3 separate regions of the Mus musculus genome follow, and regions 1 and 2 are each linked to region 3. The links are chromatin contacts, called in public Hi-C and HiChIP or PLAC-seq maps. All regions are on one chromosome and are shown on one strand. Each heading gives the region's core, a stretch centred on a gene start, on an enhancer-like site or on the middle of the called end of the contact. The rest is flanking DNA. Distances are from core to core; before and after follow the strand shown. Region 1 holds the start of I730030J21Rik (RIKEN cDNA I730030J21 gene). Region 2 overlaps Galnt6 (polypeptide N-acetylgalactosaminyltransferase 6). Region 3 holds the start of Bin2 (bridging integrator 2).

What was found. Hi-C and Micro-C count contacts between places; a contact is called where the count stands out from the background. HiChIP or PLAC-seq counts read pairs in DNA pulled down with a chosen protein or histone mark.
Region 1: an H3K27ac HiChIP or PLAC-seq map of embryonic stem cells shows a contact between it and region 3, with 6 read pairs. The contact joins the promoter of I730030J21Rik here to the promoter of Bin2 in region 3. A contact is called at or near these places in 2 of 39 promoter capture datasets (the HPC-7 cell line and hippocampal neurons), 9 of 484 Hi-C or Micro-C datasets (B cells, CD4 T cells, CD8 T cells and 5 more), 4 of 115 datasets of contacts at active chromatin or transcription factors (CD8 T cells, the HPC-7 cell line, effector CD8 T cells and 1 more) and 3 of 9 other capture datasets (adipose tissue, liver and pancreatic islet).
Region 2: a contact with region 3 is called in a Hi-C map of natural killer cells, with 5 times the contacts expected there. The contact joins the enhancer-like site here to the promoter of Bin2 in region 3. A contact is called at or near these places in 1 of 39 promoter capture datasets (hippocampal neurons), 1 of 15 datasets of contacts at CTCF or cohesin (CD8 T cells), 5 of 484 Hi-C or Micro-C datasets (CD4 T cells, CD8 T cells, Th1 cells and 2 more), 7 of 115 datasets of contacts at active chromatin or transcription factors (CD8 T cells, the HPC-7 cell line, the SCID.adh cell line and 3 more) and 4 of 9 other capture datasets (adipose tissue, bone marrow-derived macrophages, liver and 1 more).

What each region holds. Positions count from the first base shown.
Region 1 is chr15:100,729,949-100,734,288 of GRCm38.p6, forward strand. I730030J21Rik (RIKEN cDNA I730030J21 gene) reads right to left here and starts at 2,789. Exons shown (of 3, transcript NR_045782.1): 1 at 2,592-2,789; 2 at 2,416-2,490; 3 at 557-936.
Region 2 is chr15:100,703,639-100,708,307 of GRCm38.p6, forward strand. It overlaps Galnt6 (polypeptide N-acetylgalactosaminyltransferase 6), which reads right to left. Exons shown (of 12, transcript NM_001161767.1): 5 at 473-622. Among named protein-coding and RNA genes, the nearest start is that of Galnt6os, 10 kb to the left of the region's middle. Within about 2 kb of position 2,828, at least 112 of the 459 cell types and tissues checked have an H3K27ac peak or open chromatin away from gene starts, as enhancers often do. A contact at or near this core is called in CD8 T cells, the HPC-7 cell line, the SCID.adh cell line and 4 more, where this site is marked.
Region 3 is chr15:100,667,391-100,671,544 of GRCm38.p6, forward strand. It overlaps Bin2 (bridging integrator 2), which reads right to left and starts at 2,113. Exons shown (of 11, transcript NM_001270537.2): 1 at 2,023-2,113. The coding sequence starts at 2,103.

The DNA of each region.
Region 1 (4,340 bases), core at 1,539-4,038, 63 kb after region 3:
CAATCCTAAAACCTAGCTCCGGAAGGCGGAGGCAGGGAGATCTTGAGTTCCAGGCCAACCTGAGCTACATAGGAGATCGCGTCTCAATAAATACAAATAAATATATAAATAACAAAAATTACTTAAACTCGCGTCTGATTCTGAGTCGTCCTGCCACCTAGACAGTGGCTGCTCATGGGTTCTGAGCCTACCATCCTGACGTAATTTTCTTATCCTAGTTCTGAATTCCTGGTGATTTGGAAACTTTCTTTTCGTGTGGTTTTAAAGAAGGGTTTTATTTACTCATTTATATGCATGTGGCCCTCCTAGCACACAGCCAGAGGTGTAATCCCTCAGAGCTGGTTAGAGGCAGATGCCTGGCTTTACAGGGGTGATGGGACCTGAACCCCGAGCTATACAGCAGTGAGCAGCAATTGCTCTTCACCAACAAACCATCTCTCCAGCCCTCATGTGTGTTTTCTGAGAAAGAGTCTCAAGTGGACAAAGGTAGTCTTGAACTCCCTACATAATATAGTTGAGTTTTGGCTTTTTTAAAAAAAAAAAAAACTACTTTATTAGGTTCTTATACGTCTACCTCCCGACTTTTATTACAAACCCCAACAGTAGGTTGGAGAGAAAGAAGTTAGAGGAGAAAGGGGGTGTATATAGACTACTTCTTGATGATTAGGGGTTCTGGTTCTCTGGGGCAAGATAGATAGGTATAGACACACACACAACACACACACACACACTCATTCCCACAACATAACTGGGTTTTAAAAGAAACCAAAATTCTCCATAGACTCGAGGATGGCCTTGTGCTCCTGATCCTCTGGCCTCGGCGTCTGCAGCTCTGAGATTACAGAAGTGATGTACCATGATCCCCAAGTTCGGATGCTTTCTGGTAGACATTGATCCCAGCATTTCGGAAGCAGGAGGATGCAGGAGGATCTGTGGCTGCAGACAACACAGTGAAAGGAAGCTTGAGATGAATATCGATACTCTGCCTCCAAAAAACAAACAAACACCACGGGGGGGGGGGGGGGAAATGGAATGGATCTTTCTGTTTTGGTTGATGTTAAAATGGCTTTGCAGTTTTGAGTCTCTAAGGCTCAGGGGCCAGGACCCAGCACCCCTGTCGTTGAATTGAGCGCTCAGAGGGGACCAGAGGCATTCTGGGAAGGCCAGGAGATCACAGCGGGGAAGTTTACTGAGCTTGCTTACTTAGGTGAAGGGTGACACTTTACCAGGCTTTGGGATCACCAACATTTCCTGCTGCAGATAATGGGCCGCCGCTGTCTTTGCTTCTCGTCCCTTGGGTGTGAGACTCGGTGGTTTGGCCTTTGCTCCCACCTCCCTTTCACTTAGCTCTTCGACCTTCAGCACTGTGTGATCTTAGTCAGGTCCCAACTTGACCTGAGGGACCTCAGACTGCTCCAGGGTAGGCTCATGACCTCTTACTCTGCCTTGGAGCGTGAAAGAGACTGTTTGGCTTTTCGAGGAGTGCCAGCCGATGTGTGTACCTCAAATTCTGAAGCTGTTATTAATGAGTTCACTTTGGGAATAAGAAGTTGATTAGCGTTCATTAGTTATGGGAAACAAAGGTTTCATTATGACACTTCGTAGATGTATATATAATGCACTTTGATCATTTTCAATCTGTTTCTTTTAGTGATTTGTGTGTGTGTGTTGTACATGCAGGTCAGAGGTCATCTATCTATCTATCTATCTATCTATCTATCTATCTATCTATCTATCTATCTGATTCAGAATCTCTCTAAGTAACCCTAGCTGTCTGAGAATTCATTATGTAAATCAGGCTGGCTTCAAACTCAGAGATCCACCTGCCTCTACCTCTCTAGTGTGGGGATTAAAGGTGTGAGCCACCCCCCCTTTCATTTTTGCATTTCAAGAAAAGGCCTCCTGTAGCTAGCCAAGCTGGTCTCAATCCTCGTGAGTCAGCCTCTCAAGTGCTGGGATTAGACAAATGAACCACCATGCCTGACTATGATTTTAAAGGTGACTTAAGTCTTCATAATGACTAGCTGTCTAATTTGGAGGTGCCTGCTGTAGACTTATCCCTAAAACACTGCGTTCTCTCCTAGCAGGGGTTGGGGAGGGCTCCCTTCCCCACTGCATGGGAAGGTTCTGATGCACCACAGGGCAGAAGGGGACACCCTGACCTCCGCTGGTGGCAGCCCACTTAAAATTTGGCTTTCATTAATTGAACACGGTGACACACACCTCCAATCCAAGCAGCTGAGAGAGGGAGACAGGAGGATCAGGGTTCAAGGTCACTGTTGGCTAAATAAGTTTGAGACCATTGTGGGCTGCATGAGACCCTAACTCAAAAAGGGGGGAGGGGCATCGATGTGTCTCAGCAGGTGAAAGCACTTGTGCAACCTCTGATCCCTGAGTTTAGTCCCCAGAACTTACATGGTAAGAGAATCGATTCCCAAAAGTTGTCCTTGTTCTCCACACAAGCACCCACACTCACTCACACCCACGGTACTAATAAAGAAAAGAAAAGAACATGATTTCTGTTAAATGACAAGTTTATATGTGTACTAAATAAAGGGAAAATCGGGCACCAGGACAAGATGCCTCCCAACCTGCTGTCCGGCTCCTGAAGAAGTCATCCACACATGCTCACAACCATCCTTAGGCACTTCTGAGGTGGCAGGCTCAGATTCTCTCAGCTGCAAGGACTTGAGATGGGCCTTCCTAGAAGCTTTGTAAATTTCATTATCTTCCCGCACAGGCTGCTGTTTGTTGCTCTACCATTTAGGTTCTGGTTTGGAGTGCTCTGCACTTCCGTCTCCTTTTTTCTTTTTTTCAAGGGGCTTCCCCACCATAGCGCAGGAAGTTCAGTGAGGAGCAGATCTGCTGAAGCAGAGAGACAAGGCAGCTTTGTGAGCTGGTGACGTCAGTTCTGCCCCTTATGGCTCCCTTCCTCCCACTCTCAGGCCCTGGAGAGAGACAGCGGCTTCTGAGTGTGGCAGACTCAGGGGAGGGGAGTCTTGCCCTTCACAGAGAGGGCTAGCCTCTTATCCAGAAACACTTGTGGGGGCCAGGCGAGGTGCCTCTGTGGGGAAAAGTACAATCCCAATGAGCTGAGTTTGATCCCCAGATACCACACCAGCATAGGCCAGAAATCACAGAAGTGTGATGATGTAGGTTAGAAGTGCGGACTGGGTTAAGGGCACTGACTGTTCTTCCAGAGGAACGGAGTTCAAATCCCAGCACCCACATGGCAGCTTACAACTGTCTGTAACTCCAAGATCTGACGTGCCCACATAGATGTACATGCAGGCAGAATGCCAGTGCACATAAAATAAAGGGTAAATAAACTTTTAAAAAAGTCAGGAGGTTAAAGGTCGTCTTGACTGCAAAGTAAGTTTGAGGCCAGCCTAACAAAACCAAAAATCTGAAGCCAGTGGCGTATACTGTAATCCCAGTGTCTGGGAGTTGGAAGCAAGAGAGATCCGGAGTCCTTGGCTACATCCAGGCCAGACTCAGGAACATGAGACCCTATCTCCAAACCAAACCAGAACCCAACTCTAAAACAACAGCCAAAACCCAAAACAAAGTGCGGTTTGTTTATTTTTTTAATGCTTTTAGTCTCTGGTAAATAATAAACAACACTACCTTCTAATCCTACAGTGTTGTTGGTGGCTTTCTCCTTCCTTCCTTCCTTCCTTCCTTCCTTCCTTCCTTCCTTCCTTCCTCTTCCTTCCTTCCTTCCTTTAAAGATTGTTTTGTTATGGTTGTTGGTGCTTTGAAATAGGGTTTTTATTTATATACAACTCAAGCTGGCCTAGAGCTGCTCTGTGGTGTCCACCAGAGATGACTGCGCACACACAGTTTAAACCGATACGAAGTCTATTAGCCGGCCCCGGCCAGCAGGACACTGGGTGTTATAACGAGATCCCTGTGTAGCCAAGTCTTTTCTCTTTAAGGATAAAAACCACATTCTGTTGACACATTTCAGTTAGCAAGAACAGTTAGCTAGAAGCAGAACTACAGAAGCCAAAGCAAGGTTAGTACGCTCTGAGACTTTCCCAGAGCCGTGGACTTAGGTGGATTAGGTCTGTTTTAGTTGCAGGTGGTGCTGTCTACGGGCTGAGTTTCACACTCTGGATGGTGCTTCCATCACGGGGTCAACTGTGCTAAGATCTGTGGCCCTGTCACAGGGTTACATCCTCCTGCCTCAAACAGTGGGGTACCACCGTATCTGGCCTCTAAATACTGTTGAAGTCTGCTGTGCTGGCCTCTGTGTGAGCACAGGTACACGGAGATACAAAGACAGGCAAGCCTTCGCTCTTTTCTAGATCCCAGTGGTCAGACTGGGGAGCCTGACG
Region 2 (4,669 bases), core at 1,578-4,077, 37 kb after region 3:
CTATCCTCAGAGGAAACTGAGAAAATGGGGTACAGGGAGGGAGGAGAGGGTGCACAGTGGGGGGCACAGGACATCTCCTGACTGGCAGAGGTGGCTTTGGCAGGAGGATGGTAGGTAGGCTTTGAGCAACTTGCCAGCACAGACCAGTGCAAATCGCCACGGACCTGGAGAGATTGCCTCCAGGGTTTCCAGCCCCCACCCCGGTGTAGGCTCCAAGATTGGCTCTCCCTCCTCCAGGACTTGTGTGTGTCAACTCCCACTGTAGAACAACTCTCCCCCGCACACTCGCCAGCCTTTGGGGGGTCTTTTTCCTTTCCTTGTTTCCAGTGGGGCAGGGGCTTCTCCTCAGGGCGCTCAGGGAAACTGTGATCACTGTGCAGGGCCAGCTAATCTGAGTACCAAGCCCCTACTAAAACACAAGGACAGGATGGCCCCAGCCCCTCCTGGCACCGGGTGGGCGTGTCCTACTCACAGTGGGCGTCCAGGAACGTGAGCACCTCTGCCTGCGCCACGCTGGCCCCCAGCAGCCTGGCTGTGATGAGCCCCTTCCGCTCCCGCTGCCGAACCACGCGCACGATCTGCAGCTGCTGAACGTACTGCTCCAGCCTCTCCTTCAGGTGCTCTGGAAGGGACACGGCCACTGTGACCAGCACCTCACTAATCCCTTGTGGGTATTACCCCCAAGTACTCCCCAAAAACTGCCCACAGAAGGTGAGGGCAGAGATGGAAAGACAGGCAGGTGGGAAACCCTGTCTGTGGCCAGGCCCCCTTGAGAACAGGCTTGCCAGCACCAACGTCTGTGGCCATCTTCCCCCATCCCCCACTCCTTGAGGTGTTGGGAATTTAAGCCAGGGCCAAGTGCTCCACCACTAAGCTACACTGCCCCGCACAGGCCTAATCTTTGACTTTATGCCCTGTGTATGGGACTCTTCAGGGAGAGTAAAACAAGCCAAGCAGATTTAAAATACTAAAAGAGACTGTGGGTAATGTTCAGCGGTAGGCGCCTGCCTAGTGTGGGGGCTTCTTTTGGCCACAGTGGATAGAGATACATTCCTAAGGACCCTGGGACTCCATCTGAAATCCTCAGGACACAGAACATAGTTTTACTTCAAAGGACTCCATTTGGAGCATCCTCCATCTTATGTCTTAACTGTTAAGTTTGACGGTCCTGGAACCTGCTCTGTAGACCAGACTGGCCTCAGATTCCCCCTGCCTCTGCCTCCCCCGTGCTGCAATTAAAAAGACATTGTATCACTTCATCCAGCTTCTGTTTTTTGAAAAAAGATTGTCAAAATTATGCACATGTGTGTATGTCTGTGTTAAAATTACACACGTAGCCGGGTATGGTGGCACACACCTTTAATTCCAGCACTCCAGAGGCAGAGGCAGGCGGATTTCTGAGTTCGAGGCCAGCCTGGTCTACAGAGTGAGTTCCAGGACAGCCAGGGCTACACAGAGAAACCCTGTCTCGAAAAAAAAAAAATGCACGTGTGTGTGTATGTGTGTGTGTGTGTGTGTGTGTGTGTGTGTGTGTGTGTGTGTGTGTGTCTGTGCCCGCAAGTACAATGATGCAGAGGATGTCGGATCCCTTGGAGCTGGAGTTAAGAGGCAGGTTTGAGGCGCCCAGTGTGCCAATCTTGGGTCCTCCAGAAACCCAGTGTATGCTTTTAATTCCTGAACAGTCCCTCCAGCCCTCCCCTAGTTCTTAACTGTAGAATGGAGGCGCATGCTGTTTTGGCAGTGGAGGATGTCTCTGACAATTGTGTCCTTCCCTTCCGATTGTGGGTTCACAATTGGGCCTTCCTCTGTACACAATGCTTTGTAAGTCACAATATCAAACACACACACACACACTTGAACACCTACTATGTGCCAGTCACTAATGCAGGTGTTTTCATGCTGGCTTCATTTCCCCATCTCTCTATTGTTGTCACTAATATCAAAGACACACACACATACACCCAAATACCTGAGCACCTACTATGTGCCAGTCACTAAAGCTGGTGCTTTCACACTGACTTCATTTCTCCATCTCTCTATGAAGCTTACACTGTGGAACAGGGCATACCTACCTACCCTAGGGTTAACAGACAAAGTCAAGACTTGGAGCTCAGGTTATCCTAGTTACCATGATGACAACAGGATCCTAACCAGCCTTTGTGAGAAGATATACCTCCTCCAGGAGCCAAGAGGGCACCCACAGGGACTTAACAAGCATGAGCAGCTTGGGTTGAGGGGATCTCTTGCCCCCACCCAACCCCTCCTAAGTTATCTCCAGTCTTTATGCTTCTCCCTGTGCCAGACCCCAAGGAGAAGAGTGTGAAAGGGATTTATTCCGCCAAGCTCCCCTTTGGTTACTGCCTGGGAGAGCAGAGCCCCAGGGAAAGAAACTACAATTTGAAACTTGAGCTCTTCTGCTTTGTCTTCTCCAGTCCTCCTGGTAGGCAAGTGTCCCTGACCCACTAGCCTTGCAAATGAAACACTTCAGGCAGTCACCCGAGAGGGGGACTTGTCTTACTCCAGAAACGGAGCCACTTGTCTCTGGTGCCAGAATCTGGCTGCTCCAATTTAGCCTTCTATGGTGGCTTCAACACTGCAATGACTTAGCAAGTGTCTGCAATGCACTGTGCGATGCTGGACCCTGGCCTTCGTAGGGAAGGCCTGCCGTCATGGGACATGTGAGCCACAACCCGGCCACAACCTGGTGTTGCTGACAGGAAGGGAGGAACCCAGCTGGGCCTTCATCCTCTCAGCAGCTCAGCGGAAGCCTCCCTGAGACCCCACTTAGTTCCCCAGAGGAAGCCTTGGTGGAGATAACTCACGGGCAAGCATCACAGGAAGCGGGCTGTGTGGTTAGACAGTGAGAAGCACTGAGCTGTGACTTCAAGGGCCCTGTGCTATACAGCTCTCCCACGCCTTCCTTCTAGTCTCAGGAGGCTGGGCTAGAGGCTGCAGGTTCTGGTCCTCAGGCCCTTGAAGGACAGTCAGACAACTCTCTGCAACAGTCCTCTGTCTGTCTATCCTACCTGCTGTTTGTCCCACCTCTGGAGTTACTGGAAAAAAAAGACCCAGGAAAGAATATAGCACAGCTGAGTAAGAGACAGGAGGGCCAGCATATGGTCCCTCAGGCTTAGTTGCCATGGTCTGCCACTACCACCCAACCTTACTCCTCAGGTCAAGAGGTAAATGCCCCTTTCTTCTACCCCATGCAGCTCACGGCTCACATGGCACAGCCCCATGGCTCATACTACACAGCCCATGGCTCACACTCCACAGCCCATAGCTCACACTCCACAGCCCATGGCTCACACTGCACAGCCCATGGCTCACACTACACAGCCCATAGCTCACACTTTGCAGCCCATGGTTCACACTGCACAGCCCATGGCTCACACTGCACAGCCCATGGCTCACATGCACAGCCCATGGCTCACACTGCACAGCCCATGGCTCACACTGCACAGCCCATGGCTCACATTCACAGCCCATGGCTCACATGCACAGCCCATGGCTCACACTGCACAGCCCATGGCTCACACTCCACAGCCCATGGCTCACACTGCACAGCCCATGGCTCACACTACACAGCCCATAGCTCACACTTTGCAGCCCATGGCTCACACTGCACAGCCCATGGCTCACACTGTACAGCCCATGGCTCACACTGCACAGCCCATGGTTCACACTGCACAGCCCATGGCTCACATTCACAGCCCATGGTTCACACTGTGCAGCCCACAGCTCACACTGCGCAGCCCATGGCTCACACTGCACAGCCCATGGCTCACATGCACAGCCCATGGCTCACACTGTGCAGCCCACAGCTCACACTACACAGCCCATGGCTCATACTGTGCACCCAGGACTTCCCTCCTAACTTCGCAGTCTTCACTTGGATGTCTGACAGAAAGCTAACTTACCTCAAACCTGAACAAAACTCTGCACCTCAGTCCATGCCCTACCCCATATCCCCACATGACCTCAGCACCAGCACCCGTTATCCACTCCACCCTGAGCCAAGCTGAGTTCTCCCTGCCCCTTCCCTACCGGATTAGTTTTTAACCTGTTCCTATGGTCGCCTTAGTTATAACAGTCAACTGCTCTTCCAGACTCTTCTCCATATTGTCTCCCAGAATGTTCTAGATATGGAAGCAACCTTAAACTGCAGTTTTCTGGCCTGGGAGGCAGAGGCAGGTGGATCTCTGAATTTGGGGCCAGTCTGGTCTACGAGTGAGTTCCAGGACAGCCAGGGCTACACAGAGAAACCCTGCCTTGAAAAACACCAAAACCAAACCAACCAAGCAACTAAACACCACCACCACCGTGCCTGCAGGTTCCTCTGTCTCTTTACTGTCTGATGGTGCTGGAGCCAGAGTTCAGAGCCTCGGGCATGCCAGGTTGAGTGCTCTGCCACAGGACATTGCCCTAGCTCCAGAGCTCTCCCTACTTTCTCTTCAGAGTCTCTCAGCCAGGACAGCCTCCAACTCTTTATTTTTCCTTTTTTTTTTTTTTTTTTTTTTTTGAGTTTCAAATAAAAATACTTTGTGATGTTTCTGCTTGCATGTATGTCTGTGCATCACGTTATATATGCATTATGCTATGTGTCATTTCTGTGGAGGCCAAAAGAAGGTGTTGGATCCCCTAGAGTAGGAGTTGTGACCAGCCAGGT
Region 3 (4,154 bases), core at 863-3,362:
AAGAACATTGTCCTGCTACCCGTGTGACTATTCCCGTTCTGGAGATAACTGACTCTGAAGCTCAGAGTCCTCTCATTTTATAGACGAGAGACCTGAAGCCAAGAACAGGACATTATTTATGGCAAGTTGTGGAGTCCAGGCTTACAGGAGACAAGGAGGCTTAGATGACTCTGACTCCAAAGGCCTCACGTTGACAAAAGGCCAGAGGAAGAAAGCAAAAAAAAAAAAAAAAAAAAAAAAAAACTGATACGCTCCAGTTTTCATTTAAAATGTTTTCTTTTGTGGTACCCAGGACTGCCTGCGGCTAGGTACCTGCTCCAACACTGAGCCACACCTGCCAGCCCTCAATACACGAAATTTCTGGTTCCTATTTTTTTTGTCTTTTGTCTTGTGTTTCTTTAGCCACAGTGTAGCTTTCTCTAGGTGAGTTCCCTGTCCTGTCCAGTCCCCCTATTTATAGCTAGACCTTCCCATAAGCACTGCCTTCAGATCTATCAGATGTCTTGTTAGACTCCAGAGAGGCAAAGTTCAGGTAGGAAAAGTAACAAAGGCTGCGCACACAACTTTTATTTTCCTCTTGTCTTTCACACGATCTTAAAAGACTGAAGAATACAGAGCCCCTCCCTTCCCCTGTGGTCCTTTACACCAAGGACCTCATACATCTGTACCCCGTCAGTAATGTGAACCCCATGTGGGGGGAGCTGGGTGCCCTTGATCTACTCCAATGGCCTCTGCACCACCTTTACAAGGGAATACAAATCTTTCCATTGCTAAGTGTGCTAGGTACTTTACAGCCTCAAGTTCATGAACCCTCTCCTTTTAGCCCATGTCTCTTCTACTACAGTGTGGGTAGATGGTGGCTAGGCAAAGGAAGACTCTGGACAGGTAACATCACAATGCCTTTTAAGTGTGTAGGGAAGGGGCTGGGACGGAGCTCAGTTGGCAGGGTGCCTGGTTTCCTCAACCAGAAGCTGTAGGTACAACCTTCAGCATCTAAGAGATGTGATGACACATGCTTGCAACCCAGAAGATAGAGAGAGACGGGAGACCAGAAGTTCAAGGTCAAAGTGAGTTTGGGGGTGGGGGTACAAGAAACTGTCTCAAAAACATGTGAAGGGTGGTAAGAATGGGGTTCATACCTATGACCTTAGCTAGAGATCTCACCTTGAATACAAGACCAGCCCAGTCAACACGGTAAGACCCTGTCTCAAAAAAACAAAACAACCAAGCAAATAAAATAAACAGCGTGAAGAGTGTCTCCATAATCCATTTTCCCTTTTTTTTTTTTTTTTTTTTTTTGGAGACAGGGTCTATGTAGTCTAGGCTGTCCTGGAAGTCTCTGTGTAAACCAGGCAGATCTTGAGCTCACAGAGATCCTCCTGCCTCTGCCTCCCGAGGGCTGGGATTAAAGGCGTGTGCCCATCATTTGAATGGACTGGCAAATTATGGGAAGGACACCCAGAGGCTGTGGATCACCATCAAGGCAAAAGAATAGATGTAAGAAACTGGGGCTGGCTACTGGACACACGAGCTCCCCGCTCACCCCGAGGTAAAGAGTAGCTCAGGCTGGTCTTAAACTCAGTAATATAGCCTCGGATGCCTTGCGTTTTCTATCCACCCGCCTCCGTTTACACCAGTTTAAACAACACTCAAGTGTGGAGAACTGTGCAGTGTCCTGGTCCTCAGTGAATCCCCCAAGTCAAATTAAGTGGGGCGACTCACTGCCACCGCAGCCGCTGTCTCTTACTTTGGGGACAAGTATCTTCCAACTCATTCATCACCTGAGAGACGCCAGCCAGCCACCCTTGCCTTTGCGCTAGGACAAAATCTGTGACAAAGTTGACCACCACCATTCGTTCCTTCCTGTCGCCTTTTCTGGGTCAGGCTGAGGGTTGCCGAAGGCTCCTGCGAAACAGCTGTCTCCTCAGCTGCTCCCTTCTCTCCCACGTCGGCCAATGTTCGTGGACACCCATTCCCCGCCCGTTCTGGGGCAGCAGGACCCTTTCTCCTCAGGCTGCCTACCTTCTCCTGGGCCCTGCTGAACTTCTTCTGCATCTGCTTGGCGAAGAGGCCAGCCGCTCCGCCCGCCTTGCCCTCTGCCATCCTGCCGGCTGCGGGGGCGCAGCCTGGACCTGTGGTTTCTAGAGGCCCCTGAGAGGAAGTGCGTCCTCCCAGCATGCCTTGCGTGATGCTCAGAGGGCGGGCCTTCACACCCTTACAGCCTCCTGCTGGGGCGTGGTCGGCCTGGACCACCCAATGCCACCTCTCGAGGACCATTGGAAACCCATCACTACCCAGATTCCCGAGAGGACCACTGCAGCCCACCACTGGCCATCACGGGAGGACCTTGGGACTCCATCACTGCCCAATACTCCAGGTGTACCACTGAAGCCCCATCACTGTCCAACTCCCCAGGTGGACCATTGGGGTCCCATCACTGTCCATGTCCCCAGGAGGACGACTAGGACCCCATCATGGTCCAGATCCCCAGGAGGACCATTGGAACCCCATCATTGTTCAGCTCCCCGAGAGAACTACTGGGGCCCCCTCACTGCCCAGCTCCCTGGAAAGACCACTGGTCACCAGGATGGGGTCCACAGAGGCATCTGGAGCTGGGAGAGCAGCTAAGCTGGTTCTGAGAAGTTGGCAGAGAACGGGTTGTTCAGGGTGGATTTTGGTGCGCACACACTCTTAAAACCAGCTTGGAAATGCTGCCCCTGCAGTAGAGAAAGATTCCCCTCCCCTCCCCCGCCCCCACCCTTGAACGGGCTCTTTGAATGTGGACCGTGACTCATTGGTTCCATACCCGAACAGCATTAGAAAGTGAGGAGACACAAAAGACTGAGTTTGGGCTGGAGAGATGGCTCAGCCGTTAAGAGCACCGGTTGTTCTTCCAGAGGTCCTGAGTTCAATTCCTAGCAACCACATGGTGGCTCATAGACATCTGTAATGGGATCTGATGCCCTCTTCTGGTGTGTCTAAAGACAGCTACAGTGTACTCTATATAAATAAAATAAAATGAAATGAAATGAAAAAAAAAAAAGTAAAAACCAAAAGGCCCAGTTTCATCCAGTGAGGACGTTTAATGGACCAGAGACCACCTACCAGCTGCAGGGTATTGATGCTGAGTGACCATGGCTCAGCCTGGATGGCAGCTTAACCAGTTCTAAGCCTGGGAATTGTGGGGACAGAGTGCAGAAGGTGAGCATAATCCAGATCTGGATTGGAAGGGGAGAAAGACTGGAGAGATGGGGTCCTCAGGAGACAGGGTGCCATTCATAATATGCTAAGGAGGAGAGGAGGGGAGAGGCCTGAACTGGACAGAGGAGAACAAGACTCTCCAGGCAAAGCATGGAGCATTATATGGACACAGTGTGAATTTAGTCACAGATTATACAAACTGGAGTGGGGCTACAGAGATTACAAATCTGGTTTCTCTAGGAAACCGGTCTTCCAATGAACTTACACCTGACCACTGAGAAAGGATAGCCAGAAAATAGGGATACTAGGTTTGGGGAAACATTTATTCCAGAATCTTAGCAAGCTGGTAAAATTCCCTCAAGGAAAGAAAGAGGTCACAACAGGCTTCCTGTGGGAGAAGGCAGAAAGAAGCTGGAGGTCTGCCACAAAACTGCCTGCTTTTGTTTTCTGTTTCTTTCATCTAAACAGACGATGCACTAAAGGTCAGCGGTGTACCAGGCATACACCAGGAAGCCAGGCAGGAAAGACGACTCTGATCTCCAGGCGCTTACTTTGGAGGTAGATTGGCAATCCCATGATCTGTAAGGTATGCAGTTCATTTATAGAGGTGGGGGCTGGAGAGATGGCTCAATGGTTAAGAACACTGACTGCTCTCCCAGAGGTCCTGGGTTCAATTCTCAGCGCCCACGTGGTGGCTCACAAACATCTGTAATGGGATCCGATGCCCTCTTCTGGTGTGTCTGAAGACAGTGACAGTGTACTCACATACATGAAATAAATAAAATCTTTGGTAAAAAAAATAAGAGATGGATACAAGCTTTTTAAGCAATAGGTGCTTAGGGAGTGTATGTTAGCTTTGGTGGTGGTCTGGGAGAGGCAGATTAAGAAAATGGAAGGACAGAAATAAAAAAAAAAAAAAAGAAAATGGAAGGACTTCATATAGCATAGAAGAG